Linked DNA regions of Siniperca chuatsi: region 1 is linked to region 2. A link is a contact called in public Hi-C data. All regions are on one chromosome and are shown on one strand. Each heading gives the region's core, a stretch centred on a gene start, on an enhancer-like site or on the middle of the called end of the contact. The rest is flanking DNA. Distances are from core to core; before and after follow the strand shown. Region 1 holds the start of usp43b (ubiquitin carboxyl-terminal hydrolase 43). Region 2 overlaps usp43b (ubiquitin carboxyl-terminal hydrolase 43).

What was found. Hi-C and Micro-C count contacts between places; a contact is called where the count stands out from the background.
Region 1: a contact with region 2 is called in a Hi-C map of liver, with 4 times the contacts expected there. The contact joins the promoter of usp43b here to the enhancer-like site in region 2. A contact is called at or near these places in 3 of 3 Hi-C or Micro-C datasets (liver, skeletal muscle and an unstated tissue).

The regions. Positions count from the first base shown.
Region 1 is chrLG21:17,537,934-17,540,637 of ASM2008510v1, reverse strand. usp43b (ubiquitin carboxyl-terminal hydrolase 43) reads left to right here and starts at 1,435. Exons shown (of 17, transcript XR_006376314.1): 1 at 1,435-2,401.
Region 2 is chrLG21:17,485,230-17,487,929 of ASM2008510v1, reverse strand. It overlaps usp43b (ubiquitin carboxyl-terminal hydrolase 43), which reads left to right. Exons shown (of 17, transcript XR_006376314.1): 8 at 312-423. Among protein-coding and RNA genes, the nearest start is that of mchr1b, 24 kb to the right of the region's middle. Within about 2 kb of position 1,274, the one cell type or tissue checked has an H3K27ac peak away from gene starts, as active enhancers do. A contact at or near this core is called in liver, where this site is marked.

The DNA of each region.
Region 1 (2,704 bases), core at 186-2,685, 53 kb before region 2:
AGACAGGAGACCCCTGCCCGAAGATCTCAAACTACGTGAAGGTTCATAAGGGATTACAAGGTCTAAAATATAGTCTGGAGCCAGGCCATGGAGAGCCTTAAAAGTAATCAACAAGATCTTAAAATCAATCTTAAAACCAACAGGGAGCCAATGTAAAGAGGCTGAAACAGGTGGTATGCGGTCGCGCTTCTTGGTTAAAGTTCTGTACAGTGTGCAGTTGTGTCAAAGTTTTTTGATTAAGACAAGTGAGCAGGCTGTTACAATAATCGAGGCGTGAGGAGATAATAGCATGTACAACAGCTTCTGCATCACTAAAATTATACAATATACAATATTTATATTGAGTCAGTGGTAACACCTGAACACCACGGGTTGCGACTGAGAGTGTGTGAAAACTAGTTAGAAAGCAAGCAAGCCTAAATAATAAGCTAAAAGTAATGGATAAATGGTTGAAATGTCTAGCTTCTGCCACTGGTGGTACGAATACAAACTTGACCAAACCAAACTAAACATTCACAGTTGAACTGTATGAAAAACATTATTGTAACAGTATCCATCCCTTTATATGTATTTAGCTTCTAATAGTACAGGTACCAAAGATATGTGGTGCTCTAACATGAAATGGCAGTAACTTATAACATCAAACTTTTTGGTAATGGCCAATAAATGTCCTAAAAGTTTGTCTGTGATACAGTTAGTGAGTATATCATTCACCCTACTGATCTGTGGAAAGCAGTGAAGGAGTCAACATCGTGTACATGTACAGTTATTCAGGTACTGTATTGTACTAAGCACAGTTTTGAGGTACTTCCCCTCTAAACTTCTCTAAATATGGTTTCATTTAAACAAATCTTTGAGCCTACACAGGAAAAGTAATCCAATATTTCACAAAAAAAAAATATTAGAGAAAGGTCACAAAACATTTACATCTGTGTTGCAGAACTTCTGTTATTCTTCCTTCCATTAATCATCTCACAGTCCCTCAGATTCATCTTGTGTCCCTTTAAAGGGGCCCAACCCTGAAATTGGGAACCACTAGACTGAACTACCTAACTGTATATAATGGAGTTAAAGCTACAACAGCAAAATGTTAGATATGCTTTGATGCATCAGTATTAATAATCTAATAATGTCATAATAATATGTCATTTTATTATCATAGAGGCCATTTTACTGCATTTTGAGTAGCCTGCGGTTACTTGTGATACTTTAATACATTCTGCTGATACCATTTCTGAATGGAGGACTTATACTTGTATGGAGTATTTGACACTACTGATGGAAAGTAAAAGAAAAGCATTTCTGTGTCTGATTCGTTTTCAGCGCTGAGCACATGAACCCAAGCCGTACACTGCTCTCTTATGTCCTCAGTGTGCTGGAAAGTGGATGGGGGAGGGGGGGGGGGGCAGTCCCACAATCGCAAGCCTTTTTTTTTCTCCCCAGGCGAAGTTGGGAGCGATGGGAGGGGAAGCGCTCAGTGCTGCAGCTGGACGGCGGAGCGGCTCGAGCTGTGCCGGGCACGACGAGATGCTGCTCGTGACAGCGGGATCACAGTAATAATGAGCGCGTTCAGTAAGTGCTGGGATGGATGAGGAAGGTTCCCCGTCAGCAGCGCAGGGTGGAATAACAGCGTGCCGTTGCGCCTCCTGGCTCCGCGATGGTGTCCCCTCTGCTATCCGGACAGGGGACACTGGCGGAGAAGTGACACACCGGCCTCGGAATTTGCACAGTTATCAGTCTCAGAATAGACGCGCAGGGGAGTAGAGGCGCCGTCATGGAGAGGCAGAGCAGAGGCAAGGAGGAAATGTCGACATCGAAGGGGGAGAAGCGCAAAGAGAAGAAGCCGAAATCTGGGAAGCTTTTCCGAAAGAAATCGCTGAAGTCTGTGGGGAGTTTTATGAACAGAATCATCAAAACTTTGGGCACTTTCACCCACTTTGGAGACGCTGACGTGCATGACGCGGAGGACGACGATGGGGGATTTCGGAATGGCGCACCTTGCACCCTCAGCGCCAGCTCGGGAATCGTCAAAGAGGATGTACAGGTGGCTTGGGATCGCGTGGTGAAGAACACTTCGAGCACGTCTTCTTCTCTGTGCACCGGCAGAGAAAAACTCCTTCACCAATACGGAGACAAAATCCCAGGGGTTCTGGGGCTGAAGAACCACGGGAACACCTGTTTCATGAACGCCGCCGTCCAGTGTTTGAGCAACACCGACCTGCTCGCAGAGTACCTGGGTTTGGAGCGATACAAGCTGGACCTGAGTCAAACCAGAATAAACGGGCTGGTGAGAAGTGATGAGACGCGGCTTGCCAGGGGAGAAGTCACGGAGCAGTTGGCATCCCTGGTCAGGGCTCTGTGGACTCTGGAGTACACCCCACAGCTGTCTGTGGACTTCAAGGTACCCAAAGTACACCATATCAGCCAAAAAAAAAAAAACCCCACAGTCTACAGGTGGATATGAGCTCAGTATACTTAATAGCACAGAGAAGGGCCTGGTAATGTTAAAAAGGTGAGGCCAGTGTTGCAGCTTCAGTGGTTATCATTAACTAAATACTCTTACATCATTAGTTCCTTACCTTAAGTGCAGAGGAAGCTTTGTGTTTAGCCAAACATAATCACATGTTATGCGCACAGTATGCCATAAACACCACTATGAAGTAGTCTGCATGTAATGTTCAGACAAAAAGAAAAAAAGGGGGGG
Region 2 (2,700 bases), core at 25-2,524:
AAATCTCAAGCATACAATGGAGGCCTGCCCTCAATTAAATGTGTATTATCATTAATGTGACATGTGATCTATCATTTCAGAGGGATGGTTGTCCCTCTCCTCATAAGCTATTTTCACTCCTTATTATCTCTCGCTGTCCTTCTATAGATATGCTGTAATGAAAATTCTGCTCTAATGCTGATAACGTTAATAAATTATTATTTACATTACAATAGGATAAGGAGACGTGTGAGCCGGTCGGGGCTAACGTGGAGTGGTTGAGTAAGAGCGTTGTGAGCTGTCATTTTAACTTTTATTTATTCCTGTTCAAGGTTTGGACCTCCATTCCTAATGAGGGAGGACCGGTCTATTTCCTGGGACCAGCTGCAGCAGAGCATCCTCAGCAAGCTTTATTACCTGATGATCAATGGAGCCCAGGCACAGGTACTAGACAGCTAATAATAATAATGTGATAATTGATCCATGTAAGGAAATTCAGTTTTTTTTTTCCTTGCCCCCACTTAAGGGTTTTATCAAAACACAGTGCCAGGAGCTGGTAAGGATTCATTGACTCACATACAGACTCTTTAGCATAGCAGATGCTTGAACCATTGTCCTCGGATTAAACCGTGCCTGTCATCTGGTGACATCCAGTCAAGGGACAAAAATTGATATGAAACACAACTCAAAGGATCTGCAAGTTAATGCAGTGAAAAAAGACATGTCATGTGCTATAAGGACAAAAGTATTCATTCCAACCTGGACATATACTATACATTCTGCAAACCGCCACAACATCAGCTAGAGTTTATTATTTATTATTATTATTATTTAGTATTATTATTATTATTATTACCCTTGGGGTAAAGTTACAGTACAGCCCTGTAATAAGTCAATAGAAATTGGTCCATGATGCTTGTAAAACTTAGATTTAATAGCCGTGTCGTGTGGGCGGGTTTGTTTTGAGCACCAGCTGGAGGCAGAGAGGGGACATGGTTCCTCCTGCCGTGCCAGCTGGCGCACCTGTTCCAAAACAGGTTTATTGGCTCTGGACAGAGCAAAGCATGCCCACACAATGGCGCGGTGTGGTACAGGTGGGGGAGCTCAGAGTGCCAGCTGGAGGCAGAGAGGAATTGGTTTCCTCTCGCTGCACCCACTGGAGCACCAGACCAGAGTCAGGTTAACTGGTTTGGGATACTCGCTCACTGATACACAGAGAGACACTTACAGTCAAAGACAGACAGAGACACTTAGTATATGGCTGTTCTGTCCTGTCATCCAGGCCATTTGTTTCCTGGTTTGTGTATTAATAAATGGATAGATTGTGGACAAAGCTGCTTCTCTTTTTGGAGAGCCCTGTTTAAAACCACATCAGTGACTCTGTGGCACGGTCATGTTTGTCCAGAGAACATGTTGTCCTCTTATTTCCCAACAATAGTATTATTGGCCTGTTTCCGTGCCAGTCTCTGGCTGCAGTAGCCCTCTGCCCTCTTTACTGTCAGTATTAAGAGTAAATATTGTGCTTTCTCAGGAGGTCAAAGCTCTTTTCAGTGAAGGCTGTGTAACAGACTTCAGTCTTGGGATGTTAATAAGGAGTTCTTTCCTAAATGTACACAGGATGGAAACGGTAATCGAAACTGCAAATGAATAAGGACTTTAAAATAGGTGAATAACACTACACTTACAAGAAAGCACTTCATATTAAGTTGAATGATAATGAGCATGTGTGTGTGAAGCCAATCAGTACAATCAGCGATCCAAATGCAAACAAAAGGGTCAGCCCCAGCAAAATGCAGTACTGAGTGTTTAATTTACTAAATACGAATTAACACTGTGCAGATGTTTATACTAATACAGTAGACACTATACTTTTTAGTCACAATAATCTCATAATTGAGTCTAAAAAGACTTTATATTCAGAAATTCATCTTTCTCTCCCCTGAACTGCAGTGACAAAATATTAATAATTATTGCAATTATGCAAATGCAGTTATTACATTGTGATGCTGGAAAACCTTTGTTAAGCCTAAAGTTACACAAAATACTAATTTTCCATAATTTGTCAGATTATTCCATTTTATATGTTAATAAACCTTTAATTTATATGGCCAAGTTACAGATTGGACCTTTTAATATTTTCATATCTTTAGGTACCGCCCTGATTCCATTCTCACAATGAACATTATAATATATTTGCATATATATTGCTGTGACAGGCTATAGGGCAGTGAGTGCTAATGAGACTTGATTGGGTCAGAAGGTGAGTATTTGGCCTGCCGGTCTTCCATGCGTGGCTACTGCTGGTGTGACTACTGGAAAACATGGGATGTAATGATGCCAATGCAAACAGCTTAGCTTGCTTAGATGCACCCCTGCTGTATGTCACTGTTAGATCAATTATTTACTTCACTCAAGCCAATTCCATCTTCTTGCTTGTATCTGCTTGCTCACTTGCTTGTACTGTATACTTGCCTGTGTTTCAGCATCTGATTGTGTGCAGTAGCATGCTGTTAATCACGTAGCCAAACAGATTTCCAATCAGTGGCTCTCCCTTCGTGGATCCAGCTGACACACACAAAGAGCAATAAAGAGCCATATAGAGCATGGGTTGTACAAGAAAACTGTTGACCAACTTGCTGCACATAAGTCAGTGTTCTTTAAGAAGTGTCAGGAGAGAGAGGATGAGAAGAGTCAGGTGCAACGTTTTCAGTAACTCTGTTG